Linked DNA regions of Zea mays: region 2 is linked to region 1. The links are chromatin contacts, called in public Hi-C maps. All regions are on one chromosome and are shown on one strand. Each heading gives the region's core, a stretch centred on a gene start, on an enhancer-like site or on the middle of the called end of the contact. The rest is flanking DNA. Distances are from core to core; before and after follow the strand shown. Region 1 holds the start of LOC100285054 (BET1). Region 2 holds the start of LOC100191512 (acyltransferase).

Region 1 (7,086 bases), core at 3,159-5,658:
AGTTGCTGTCTGGTTGTGCAGCATGGCGTCAGTTGGAGCCTCAAGATACACACAAGTGCTCCTTTCACGCCATCGCTTTACTAAGGCCTCTGTATTAAGATAAGCACAAGTAGTGAATATTGCCTTCCCTCCCCGGGACGGGCAGGGCATGCCATGTCAGGAAAATAGTTGCTACATCGGATAAGCTTTGCATCATCAAAGCTAATTTAACCATTTTCCAACAGTCTTTCAATTTGAGACTGTCAGCGGTAATGTAGAGGCAGATGGGGTGCCTAACACATATATACAGTACAGTGTACAGATGTGCTATCTAAGGTTTGGTCAGGCTAGGGTTGGAGCCTAACACAGCAAAACCTGCATCTCCTGCAGACTGGAGTCATGTGGTTAGGCCGCAGCCTCCAGTAGCATGAACGTCTAGTCGCAATCAGAGTGAAGGAGAAGGCAAACTACTCTCTTGGCAAAAGGCCACGGCATCGCCACAAAAAATGCTGGTTGCGTCGCATAGGTTCGATTCACTCACCACGACAAAAGTCAAATTTGGGATATTCGCACCCCCTCCTCCCAGTCCCACTTGCACCTTCTACAGTCCTTCGACAGGATGCATCTCTGGCAGACAAATCCGATGCCAGATACCCCGAATTCCCAGCAAGGGCACAAATGATTACATGAACAGGAAAAAAAACAAAAGGAATTAGGTACAAATGCGGCAACAACGATGGTAATAAAGTCATCGCATATCTTTTGCGGTTCACAGTTACATATCATTTACCAGCCCCCCAGGCGGCTCCAGCGATGTACACCCACGTATTGTATGATTGTATCTGAAAAAACATCATCTGAGTATCTGACAACTCCCAAATCCACCAATGCTCCGTTTCTTATGAGAGAACCAACGTTCCGGTCATCAAGTGCGAAGGTAGGACCACACAATATACATCATCACACGCAGCGACACAACAGGGGCTGCGACTGCGAACCTTATAGCCAGACAGCCGTGCTGCTACTTTGTAAGGTAGTATATGAGCAAGAAGACAGCAATGAAGGATGCCACCATGGTCGCCATCCTCCGGCTCGATTTCGTCTCGAAAACCTGTCAAGTGAAGTTATAGTGAGAAAAAAAAGGGTGCTAGAGGGGGAAGCTGGTCTACCGACGTATACGGAAACCCTCACCATCTTGAACTTGTCCACCGTCCCTGAAAGAAATCCTCTCGAAGCATCCATGTCATTACCCTGAACCGGAAATTAAAGTGTCAGGGTTTTATTGACAGCAACATAGCGTGCTGCAGGAAAGAAACTAGTACCATTCTGTCCAGCATCCGGTTATGGTTCTCCACTTCTTCATGTATATCGCCAGTCAGCTGAACATACAAAAGATTCAGTAAAAAAACAGTACACTCACAATACCCAACAACCAATAATGGAGTTCAAAGTGGCATCAATAAAATCTCTACCCCTCTATACTAAATCCACCACCACAGTTATGACTAATCTAAGTACACCCAAATTTGTGTACCAAAGTAATCCAACATCATGCAAATGAGTGAATGGCCTGGATCTCTCCCCAAGCCTTCTTCTCTCACTTATTGAAGATCCTAAAGCCAAAATCATCAGATCAGGGTAAGCGAAGAAGGCCTGGTTTGGTGTATTAGGGTGTGTTTGGTTGCGGGACAGCCAGGACAGGGACGTCCCCTGACGTTCTCTCTTGTCCCTCCACTTTTGAGGGATAACTGGGGATAACACTGGGATAGTCCTGTCCCAACCCCTGACCCTGAACCAAACAACCTTATTTGAGGGATCGTCCCGTCCCATCCCATCCTGTCATTGAAACCAAACGCACCCTTATAGAGGGGGTAGAGATAAGATGTGAACCTTAATGAATCTAATTGTTTATTTTCTTTACGAAATTTATCTTGTTTTGTATTTTACCATAGCATTAGCACGGACACACTACTAGTGTGAGAAACAGTGTAGAACATACAAAACTTAAATTTTATGGTCTGTATCACTGTATGCATAAATCCCAGATGGAAACATTGCATTTTACTGATGCAATTTCATGTGCTACATAAACACTATAACACTCAGATGGGGAGATGACATTTTTTTAATTATTCAATTTACTGATTTATGCATGAAATCCCAGCTGGAAAATAATTCAAGTCGATCTTTATGGCAGAAACACCACAAATGGTATATGTAACCATGTCATACCAGCCGGTTGATCTAGAAACCTGTACCAGTACTAGTATAGCTATATGGATTATATGAAAATTCCAATTGCCAAACTATTGCTTTATAGTAGATCTTTGTACAAAAACTAGCTAATTCTGTTCAACATGTCTATCAAATTGACAATTAATCTCATCTTTACGTTTGGAGGATGTAGCATCAAGGTATTTATTATCAACATTAAATAAAGCTGTTTCAAAAGTTTCCAATTATTATCATACTCAACACTGTGGCCCTTTGCTTTCCTGTTTCTAGTAGGATATTAAGTTTCTGCCAGGTCAATTGAAGGCAACAAAATGTTAAAATGGTCCGCAAAGATATGAAAGTGCAGCATACATACTCTTTTGAGAACGCTGACCCTATCATGCAAACTGTCCAGAGCTTGATCATTCTCATGCTCATGAATTTCACGAGAAGAATAAGCTGGAGCTCTCACCCCACCTTCTTCAATGCCATCAAATAAAGCAGCTCTATGGCTACGGAAGTCCCTGCAAATAATAAAAATGGATAAATGACATCATTACCATTTTGCTAACAACCAAAGCAGTGCAATTATCTACTGGTTGTCTGTACTTCCAATGACTGCAGAAGGAATATAGGACAAAGTAGCCATTTTTCATGGCATCCGCCTATTCTTTTCTCAGTTCTGTATAAAATAGGGCACTTTGTAGATGTCTAGTCTCATATCTTATGTATCTTGTCAAATTTAACATAGATGGCAAGTAACCACACCTTTTGCTTAGATCATTAATGGAGAAAAGGTAACTTTATACAAAGTCATTATCACAAAGCCGATATGAAATTGACAGGAAAGAGTGGTAAATTGGAAAATTAAGGATGAGGTACAATCTAATGAGGAAACTGGAAGGCTGTATGCAAGCACTTGCTAGTTGCTGCTCTGTTAATTTTCTTGAATTACGATTAGACTGCAATTCACCAATTACACAGAACGAATGCAGAGCAATTGCAGTAGGTAAGTTAAACTACCAGTAGACCAAGACCTGGCACAGTGACAGTCTTAATTAGTAAGCCTGTGCAATTAGATAGTATCGCCATTGGCTTGCAAAATGACTAGTGTTGGGAAATCATGACAAACTAATGAAAACAACATTTACAAACATTGCCACAACTGAATGTAACAATGTATTTGCATGTAAAACAAAAGAACAGGAATAGACAAGCTTAACTTAGTAAGGGGATGAAACAGAAGATTATTATATCCTACACAACTGCGATCTAGGACCAGAAAACAAAAATACAGCATTTAGCTTTGAATTAGTTCAATGAAAATGACATACGACTAAAACTTGTCTGGCTGCCCTGGAGAAGGGATCATACATGATGGTCAATATTTTTCGTGGATGTGCATATTTCATAAGTGGCTCAGGCAGCACAGAATTCAAAAGTAATCAATACATGCAAGGAACCGAAGAATCAAAATCAATACATGATGGCGGTCGATTAATGGAACCGAAGAAACAACCCAGGCCTAGGGTAAAACTAAAATGAGGACTATCCATCAGAATTCAAAACTGCCAAAAAAAAAACTCCTCATGGTCATGGTTTGACAGAACTGACTGCTAAAGTGGGGCTTCAAGAGGGGTAAATGGCATTGAATTCGTAATTCCGGGAAACCAACCACTGGTACCGGGAAATTAGCTGAGGCGTCACAAGAACAATGGGATTTACTTCACCAGGCACAAAGGGACAAGCGGGGGCGCAGCAGATAGTACTCAGCAGGTCAGGTATTGGAAGCTGGGTAACAGGATCCACCGTATGGTGCAACGAACGGTATAAACTACACAGATTTGCATGGGGAAAATTGTTCGGCACCAATACGGCAATACCACATTACTTCGCGTAAAAAAACGCCACATTCCTAAACACGCAAGCTCACGTTATGACATGAACCTGTAAAAAAAAGGCGGAATAGTTCGTTCTACCCACTAATAACAGTCGAGATAGATAGATATGTCCTGGGGATTGCTCGCTAGGGTTGAGCTATTAAGGATCCTGACCTTCTCGAGTTCATCGGACGCGACCTTCACTGGCCGAAGAGTTCTCACGGGTGCGGAGAAGCCGACGGAGCCTGCCTGCCGGTGTGGGTGGGCGGCGAGATCTGATGAAAGCTTGATGCGCCTCCTCCGTCCTTCTGGAGCAAGACCACGCAAATGGGGTTGGAGTCAGTGGGCCCAAATCGTAACCGATATTGGGCGGGCGGGCGGACCTGCGACACCTGCCTTCCGGTTTTCGGGTTGGGTGGCAACCGTGGCATGCACACTACTGCTACAGATGGGCCCATCGCCTGTCGGTTACGGCCCATTTCAATCAATTGGAGAAGATCAGAAGAAGTTCCATTTCTGCGCGGCGAATCGCCCGCCTTGGCTTCCGGCGATGGACGCCGCCGGGTGGCGGGTAGGGGGAGCCCTCTCGCGTCCAAGCAACGCAGTCTCCAGCCCCGATGCCCTAACGAGATTTCCGCTCCACCAGGTAACGCGCGACCTCAGGCTGTCTAGCAGCAGGTGCAAAATACGAGCCATTGGCAATTTTGCCATTATCATTTGTGGGCTTCGTCAGTATGCTATCGGACCCACAAATCATAGACACAGACGGTCCTACCAGTCATAGACACGGGATGGCATAATAACAGACAGTCAAATTTGAGAGTGGCAAAACAGCAAATTTCTCGCAAAATACTGTAGATAGCATTTTGAAATAAGAGGTGAGATAGGAAATATGATAGAAGAGCTGCTGGAGGTAGCTTCACTCTTACGGTGGCATTGCTGTCCAATGATGCTGTGTTGGTGCTAGTTTGACATCGGCTACGCCCAACACATGCTCGACAATATACTTCATCAGACACGTATATAGTATGGCACATTGACATGTCCTGTTTGGTACAACTGCTGTTTGCAGTTTGTTGGAAAAGCAGCTGAGAAGCTCGTGAAAAGCAGCTTGCTTATTATTTGCCCTTAGTTCATCAGAAGTGTTTTTATTTGGTATAACTTCTGTTTAAATTTATAAAGAAGCTATGAAATAGGTGTGCCAAACAGGGTATGAACTTCAGTGTCTGACAACTAGATGTCTATCATTGCCTGCGTCTTATTGTGGTCGACCCTGCTTAGCATGGAGAAGCTGCTTATGCGCTGTTCAGCATATGACCTGCTGTGAAACGAGACTCCCTCCCTCAAAATCTGTAACTTAGTTGGGTGACTTTTCAATAAGAAACAATCAAAACAGCTTATCCTGGGTGATATACGGCTTGCTCTGATAGAGTGTTTAATGGATTGTTTGAATGCACTAGAGCTAATACTTAGTTGGCTAAAAATTTGTTAGTGGAATTAGCTGGCTAACAAATAGCTAGTCAACTATTAGCTAATTTGTTAAAAGTAACTAATATCTTTCCCCTACTGGACGAGTTTTTTTTTTTAAAAAAGTAGCTAATATCTGAACCATTAACTAGAATGTTTAGATTTCTTTAACTAATTTTAGCAGTTAATTATTAACTCTAGTGCATTCAAAGAGGCCCTAAATACTAAAAATAACCCACAAAAAGACCAGACTAAATAATACATTATGGGTTATTGCTGTAGGTAAGACTGAACGAGAAGTGAAGTTGACATTTAATATAAACACGAATTTCACTGATCCTATTACTACTAGTTTACAGGGTTTTATAGTTTACATATGAAGAGACTTTCGTCAGAAAAGAAAAACTTGAGTCTGCTTTTAGTTCCCCTTTCTTCAGGTTCACATAATGTTCTTGATTTTTTGAGTCCATACTTTATTACCACCATTGTTATCTTTTTGGGAAAAACGAGAGAGATAAGCAATGGCTAAATATACTTGCTTACAGAGTTAAACAGATGTTCAGTACAAGCACTAAAATTACAATTATACACTCAAGAACCTTTTGGTCTCCACATAACAGACTGAAATGCAATACCGTTACGGTCTATTTCGTTTCAATCTTCTATTTATCTGCACCAAATGATGTGTTTCTTATTGAACAATTCCAATTTAATTCTTCTGCAGGAATCATCATGAAGAAACTAGGATTTCTAAACTACAAAAGTGCAGTTTGAAGTTTTAGTTATGAGTACATCAACACACAGCTTCTTCAGTAACTCAATGCCCATGCTAGAAAACTTGATTGACATCTGTAAGGTATTGTTACCAAAACTATTCAAACTTGTACAATAACTATCAAATTCCTCGTTTTGTCAAGCATTGTCCAGATATGCAAAGGCTACTGATTGAAGCTCATCAATATCATGATACCCACTCCCTTGCGTGGTCCAAGAAGGATTGCTGTTGTTGTAGTAGTCAGGCATGCATATATCTGGCTCATAACCTTCAGAATGTTGAGTTGACGTTGATGTGAAGCAATCGTTTGCAAAGTATAACTGCCTCTCACTCTTTACTGAAGAATTGTTTGCCATTGTTGGTTGGTAAAAGAGCTGCCCGTCTTGAATATAAGGTGCTAATCTTTCACAGTTTTCTTTCTGAGGGTTTGATGTCAAGGACCCATCTCCACATCCTTGTATTGCTAGAGCTTTGAAAGACTCTAGTTCTGCTTGCAGCCTGACCACCTATGAAATTTCACAAATAGTACACTTTGTAAATGTTGATTTCTTTGCAGTGTGAATTATTATGATTGAGAGACCTTTTTAAATAATCTAGAATACTATAAATTTATGCATTGTTAAAAAATAACGAAGTAGCGGTCTCATAATAAGATAGGAAGATATGTTTATTATATCATCACACTTAGTGGATAGCTCTTAGCTGCATTTATGAAATTATATGATACTCCAAAACTTTTTCATGTTATAGTTAAGTTTGTTGTAAGTGTTA
Region 2 (6,967 bases), core at 933-3,432, 360 kb before region 1:
ATGGGTGGACAGTGGACACTGACACGACGATCGACGACTCGGGCTTAGGCTGCCGCCTGGCGCAGGAAGAAGTCGTCGTCCTTCTCCAGCCTCTGCATGGGCTCCGGCTGCAGCGCCAGCTCGACGTCGATGCCGCCGTCACCGCCGCGGCCGGGGTACAGGTACACCATGCCGTCGAACTTGTTGTTCCCGCCGCTGCGGACGCGCTCGGGCCGTCCGAAGCCGAAGTCGACGTCGTAGACCCTGAAGCGCGGCGAGCTGCCGACGGCCACGCAGTTGGGGCCGGCGTCGCTGTAGTGGAACAGCTTGGGCGCCGCCTCGTACTCCTCCAGCCTCCTGGTGACCGCGGCGGCGTCGTGCTCGTCGATGGCCTTCTGCAGCAGGCCCGCGGGCAGCTCGGGGGGCCCGCCCAGGAGCATCCCCGCGGGCACGCCCGTGAACACCGCCTGGATGAGGTTGCCGAAGTAGGCCGGCGGGAGGGGCGGGTCGAGGCGGGCGCGGCAGTCGGCGAAGACGGCGAAGGCGGTGATGTCGGCGGGGCCGAGGCCCCGGGCGCGGGAGACGGCGCGCCAGATGTGCGCCCCCAGGGACTGGAACGTTGAGAAGGGCTTTGCGCCCGGCGGCAGCGCCGCGTTGGCCGCGGCCTTGATGCGCGCCACGGTGGGCTCCGGGAACGAGAAGACGCGGGCCACCAGCGCCTTCTTCGGCCCGTTCGGGTCCGTCTTCTCGTGGGCCTCGGCGGACGCCGGCAGCTCCAGCCGCACGCGCACGGAGCGGGACAGGGACCGGTCGTGGATGGGCTGCAGCGACAGGGGTACGCCGCGGCAGAGCTCGGCCCAGGAGGACATGAAGTGCCACGTGGAGGTGCCGTCCAGCACCGCGTGGTTGAAGGCGCACCCCACCGCCAGACCGTCCTTGAGCTTTGTGAACTGCATGCATGCAAACGCATCGCTGTAAAAACAAGATGACTTATGTTGCCTGGCCAATGGTTTATGTGCACTGTACAGGCAGCCGCTGTTGGGGTACTTGGTACCAGCAATGCATTACTTCCATCTGCCAGTATACAGTGGGTAGGTTGACATTCAAGACTCATTTACTGTGGAGATTAATGTGGATCGGAGCAAGATGATGTATGCATTGTCTAAAATCGTAAATTTGTTTTTTTTAAAAAAAATACTATGTTTTTAAAGTTTATCCTGTTTGCTGTGTTAACATGACATCATGAAGAATGTAAGGGATTTGTACGTTTCGATTTTGAACAAGGCGTCACGCAACTGATAATTAATGGGAATGGCGTGTCAAGTTTATCCTGTTTGCATGCTGTGATCCATAGCGCGACCGAAAGATCTCGGAAATACTACAATACAACGGCACTCACTTGGACGGCGAGAAGCGGGCGGCGGAGGCCCTCGAGGTTCATGACGCCGGTGTAGGGCACGAGGTGCTGCAAGACCTTCTCCGCCTCGTCGCTGCAGTCCCCTCCGGCGAGGTCGTCGACGGCGACGCCCTGGGCCTCGGCCTCGAAGACCTCGGCGCCCTCGTCGCCCTCGACTGCCAGCGCGCCGCCGTCGTCCTGGCGGATGCGGCCGGCGAGCGGGTAGAAGACGCGGAGCGCGTCGGCGAGCGCGGCCGTCATGCGCGCCACGGCGTCCGGGAAGTCGGGGGCGGCGCGGTACAGGAGCAGCTTCTGGTTGTAGTAGAAGGTGATGTAGGGGAGGTCGAAGGTGGCGAGCGTGCAGCGGTTCTTGGCCGGCGCCACGGTGCGGGCGCCGGTCACGGTCACGGTCACCGCCGCCGCCTCGTCGGCGCTGCCGTTCTCCACGGCCATTGCTGCTGCTGCTGCTGGGGCTTGTTCCTGGCTAACAGTACTAAGTGTGAGGAGTCTGTGAGGTGAGGTCGAAGCGAGGTGGATGGGTGAGTGATATAGGGAAGCCAGGAGGAGGAGGTGGGTGGATCAGGCATTTAATGGTGGATCTTCTCAGCGGTGGCCGGAGAGGCGACGGGCAGGATCGAGCACCGCACAACGGCACGACACGAGAGGGACAGGCAGAGGCCTGACCATATAGTGAGGGAAGAAAAAGAAGAAATCAGGAGGAAAAAATGGCGACCGGGCAACGAAGACGACAGCGCGATGGAATTGAATTGGAGCCTTGGAGGTGGAGAAAAGCGATGGAGGTGGTAGATGGTTCGGTTGGGAGGACCCGGATCGGAGGAGGTGCACATTTATGGCCTGCCGCGCGGCCTTCATGGTTACCACGCGACGCGATCGACACTAGGATGAAAACGGGACGGATACAGCCGGATATAGGGTCATCCCGTATCCTACCCTAATATATTTCTCTCGGATACGGGACCGAATACGGGTAGTTAAGATTCGGGACGGATACAGGACGGGACCGGGTAATAATCCGGACGGGTAAGAAACGGATAACGGATACTACTCGGGTAGGTACCGGATAATTGTCGGGTAGTTCATCCGATGATATTAATTGTCCAACCATCCATAAGTTAAGCAATACATAATCATGTATATGATACATCAGATGTAAGAAAGGAAACCGGTAAAATTGACATCATGCAGTTCAAAGTTGCTTATCACAAGAACATTGTAGAACCAACACCGCAATATTTAAAATTCATAAAATATTCTAGTTCTAAAAATTTGCAAATAAGTTACAAAAACTAATAAACATTTTATATGAAGATAACTCAAGTCCTCGTATGAAAATGATAAAGTGAAGTACTGATTATATTGAAACTTGGATACTTACACTAATTTCACATGTAACTCATACAAATAAGTGAAAGGAAAGAAATGTGGGCATCTTATAGATCTTATGATCCAAACATTTTTTATGGTTACATATGGACATACGTTGTATCTCCGTAAAATTTCACAATTTTTTGAGGCTATTTATGTATTATTAATTTCTTGTCATAGAAAATCATCAAAATACAATTAAATCATTAAAATATTGTTTAAACAAAAACATGATGTATTACAAAGTCATAGATCTCTTCAAGCTCTACAATTTTCATATAAACTTTATCTTCATCCGATTTCATATGTAAAAGTTATGATTTTATAACTATATTATGCAGAAAAAGAAAAAACGGGTACCCGAATTCCGGGTACCCGTATCCGACCCGGGATTTTCGGGTACTGACCGGGTATTAGTGATTCCGTATCCTACCCGTATCCGAGGTTCAATATCCGGGTAATACCCGTATCCGTCCCGACAAACAAAATACCTGTATCCGTATCCGAAATTACGTCCCGTTTTGGTACCCGTATCCGATACCCGTTCCGGGTACCCGTCCCGTTTTCATCCCTAATCGACACACGAGTCTGCTCTGCACTGCCGCTCTTTTTTTCTTCGATTCGAATCAGCCGGCCGCCCCGGCCGGCCCGTATTTTTTTCATGCCACACCTCACATACCAAACCAGCTCACAGGACACAGCTGGTTTGGTACTCTGGTAATTCTTCCTCCCGAAAGGGACCACCACCCGTATTTTTCCATTATAGCCTTTTCTTTAAAAAAAAGCTCTAGGAGTTCTGAAGAAACTAATTTCGACTAGATCATGGAGTCGATCGATACTGTAAACGATAAAAGCGAGGTTACACGTCTCGACACTACAGAACATAACACAAGGTATCACGACCTATCCGGCGTGAGCGCTAACATGACAGAATCTCGACATCAAGATCCATGCTAACAAGGTCGGCGCGATCGATTTTAACATTATTGAGGTCCCCATCCACTACAGAAGACACAGTCATTTTCGATGGCCAGAAGCCGCCAAAAATAATATCTTTGCCGCCGAAAATAAGCTATTTTCGGTGGTTTCTGACCGCCAGAAAAAATCAACCGAAAATAAGCGTTTATTTTCGGCGGCCAGCGACCAGCCGCCGAAAATAGCTTATTTTCGGCGGTCGACAGGCTAGCCGCCGAAAATAAGGGGTTATTTTCGACGGCTAGGCTGCGGCGCCGAAAACAGTAACCACCGAAAACAGCAGCCGCTTATTTTCGGCGACCTCAGTTGGCCGCCGAAAATTAACATTTTCAGAGATTTTTTTTGAAAAATGCAAAAAACAACAACAATTTCATCAACAGTATAATCACAATACAATGACAGAAACGAATAGTTTACATATCGGGGTCCATTACAGTTCACAAATAGTCCACAAACGGTTCACCACATCAGAGTTCACAAATACAACATCACAGTTCACAAATAGTCCATTACAACATAATGACTCCCTCTAAAAGCGAATAACTCAAACCATCAACATAATCTCATTGTAACAATTGTTCGAGAAAAAAAAATACTTGGACTTAATGGCCATGAGCCGAGTCACAAAAGCGAGTATACTCACATATGTGTTCATGCAATGGCTCTTTAGAGTCTTTTAGTAGTTTAAAAAATCTGGAAACCTCTCGTGTGACAGGATCCTCGGAGCTTAGGTTTAATTCTGGACGTAGCGAATCTAGCATCTCATGCATCGCATCATCGCCAGCCCAATTATTGTTCTCCTCATCTTCTACATTCCGGTTGCGTACTACCTCACCATTGATGTTCCCACACCTCAAATTTCGGGCATAAATCCAAACTGACAAAGATCTAGGCTAACTCTTTCCTTATTAAGAAATATACTATTTTTGTGCCGCCTACAAGGGCATCTGACAGTGCTGGTTAATGACAAGGAGAATACGTGGTCCACAAAACCTTTGGTCTTGGCTACTCAATCATCAGAATGACGTCCATTCCTACTCCAACCATTGTACATCTATGTACGATCTTCAGTCATGCCTGAGACTGTTAAACCGAACCATGTCGTGAAAACATTATTTAACTTCGTCAAGGGTATCGGTCCTACATGTATAGGCAATGATAGGTTCTAAACCCACATCAAACTAGTAGGACCCAAAAAAGTTTCGGTAGCATAACCTCGCTGCCACAAAACAATATAAGAAATGAACCACATATACCACATATATTGCTGTCGGTGTTTCGACCCGGGGGGTCCCTGGACCGACGAGTAAATTGTCGCCGCGTGCCCCAGCCCAGATGGGTCGGCACGAGACGGAGCGCGAAGGGGGGAACCGGAGGGAGACAGGCGTAAAGGGGAAACCCGCGGCCTTCGTGTTTGTCCCGCGCCCAGGTCGGGTGCGCTTGCAGTAGGGGGTTACAAGCGTCCGCGTGGGAGAGAGCGAGAGGCTTATGCCCCGCGCGGCCAACCTTCTCGTACGAGTGCCCTAGACCTTCCTTTTATAGGAGTAAGGAGAGGGCCCAGGTGTACAATAGGAGATGTAGCAAGGTGCTAACGTGTCTAGCAGAGAGGAGATAGTGCCCTAAGTACATGCCGTCGTGGCAGCCGGAGAGGTTTTGGCACCCTGTTCATGTGATGTCGTGGCCATCGGAGGAGCGCTGGAGCCTTGCGGAAGGACAGCTGTCGGGGCTGTCGAGTCCTTGCTGACGTCTCCTTGCTTCCGTAAGGGGCTGAGAGCCGCCGTCGTCACGGAGCACGCGGGGCGCCATCATTACTTGTTTACCGGGGCGAGCTAGATGGGACGCCGGTCTTGTTCCCCGTAGCCTGAGCTAGCTAGGGGTAGGGTAATGATAGCCCCCCTTGTGACGTGGTCGGTCCGAGCCCTGGGTCGGGCGAGGCGGAGGCTCCTCCGAGGTTGAGGTCGAGTCTGTCTTCCGGGGCCGAGGCCGAGTCCGAGCCCTGGGTCGGGCGAGGCGGAGTTCGTCGTCTTCCGGGGCCGAGGCCGAGTCTGAGCCCTGGGGTCGGGCGAGGCGGAGTTCGTCGTCTTCCGGGGCCGAGGTCGAGTCTGAGCGCTGGGGTCGGGCGAGGCGGAGTTCATCGTCTTCCGGGGCCGAGGCCGAGTCCGAGCACTGGGGTCGGGCGAGGCGGAGTTCGTCGTCTTCCGGGGCCGAGCCCGAGTCCGAGCCCTAGGGTCGGGCGAGGCGGAGTTCGTCGTCTTCCGGGGCCGAGCCCGAGTCCGAGCCCTAGGGTCAGGCGAGGCGGAGCTTCCTATGGCGCCCGAGGCCGGACTTGGCCGCTGTCAGCCTCACTCTATCGAGTGGCACAGCAGTCGGAGCGACGCGGGCGACACTGTCTTCTTGTCAGGCTGGTCAGTGGAGCGGCGAAGTGACTGTGGTCACTTCGGCTCAGTCGACTGAAGGGCATGCGTCAGGATAAGGTGTCAGGCCACCTTTGCATTAAATGCTCCTGCGATACGGTCGGTTGGCGCGGCGATCTAGTCAAGGTTGCTTCTCGGCAAAGACTGGGCCTCGGGCGAGCCGAAGGTGTGTCCGTTGCTTGAGGGGGCCCTCGGGCGAGACATGAATCCTCCGGGGTCGGCTGCCCTTGCCCGAGGCTGGGCTCGGGCGAGGCGAGATCGTGTCCCTTGAGTGGACCGAGCCTTGACTTAATCGCACCCATCAGGCCTTTGCAGCTTTGTGCTGATGGGGGTTACCAGCTGAGATTAGGAGTCTTGGGGGTACCCCTAATTATGGTCCCCGACAGTAGCCCCCGAGCCTCAAAGGGAGTGTTAATACTCGCTTGGAGGCTTTTGTCGCACTTTTTTGCAAGGGGACCGGCCTTTCTCGGTTGCGTTTCGTTCCGATGGGTGCGCGCGAGCGCACCCGCCGGGTGTAGCCCCCGAGGCCTCAGAGGAGTGGTTTGACTCCTTCGAGGTCTTAATGTGTTTCGCGATGCTTCGGCCGGTCTGGTTGTTCCCTCATGCGAACTGGCCGTAGCCCGGGTGCACAGTCGAGTCCCAAGTTCTCGGGCTGGTATGTTGACGCTGTCAACGGTTTGGCCGGAGCCGGGTTTGCGAGAGCAGCCCCCGAGCCTCCGCACAGAGCGAGAGGACGGTCAAGGATAGACTCGACTTTTTTACATACGCCCCTGCGTCGCCTTTCCGCAAGGAGGGGGGGGAAGCGCCATGTTGCCCT

What was found. Hi-C and Micro-C count contacts between places; a contact is called where the count stands out from the background.
Region 2: a Hi-C map of tassel shows a contact between it and region 1, with 2.6 times the contacts expected there. The contact joins the promoter of LOC100191512 here to the promoter of LOC100285054 in region 1. A contact is called at or near these places in 3 of 25 Hi-C or Micro-C datasets (ear, leaf and tassel).

The regions. Positions count from the first base shown.
Region 1 is chr1:207,088,136-207,095,221 of Zm-B73-REFERENCE-NAM-5.0, reverse strand. It overlaps LOC100285054 (BET1), which reads right to left and starts at 4,408. Exons shown (of 5, transcript NM_001157949.2): 1 at 4,248-4,408; 2 at 2,570-2,717; 3 at 1,302-1,358; 4 at 1,171-1,230; 5 at 697-1,090. The coding sequence starts at 4,261. The coding sequence ends at 1,001. It overlaps LOC109943494 (LOB domain-containing protein 29), which reads right to left. Exons shown (of 2, transcript XM_020546663.2): 2 at 6,052-6,821. The coding sequence ends at 6,453.
Region 2 is chr1:207,450,642-207,457,608 of Zm-B73-REFERENCE-NAM-5.0, reverse strand. It overlaps LOC100191512 (acyltransferase), which reads right to left and starts at 2,182. Exons shown (of 2, transcript NM_001136944.1): 1 at 1,379-2,182; 2 at 1-929. The coding sequence starts at 1,828. The coding sequence ends at 45.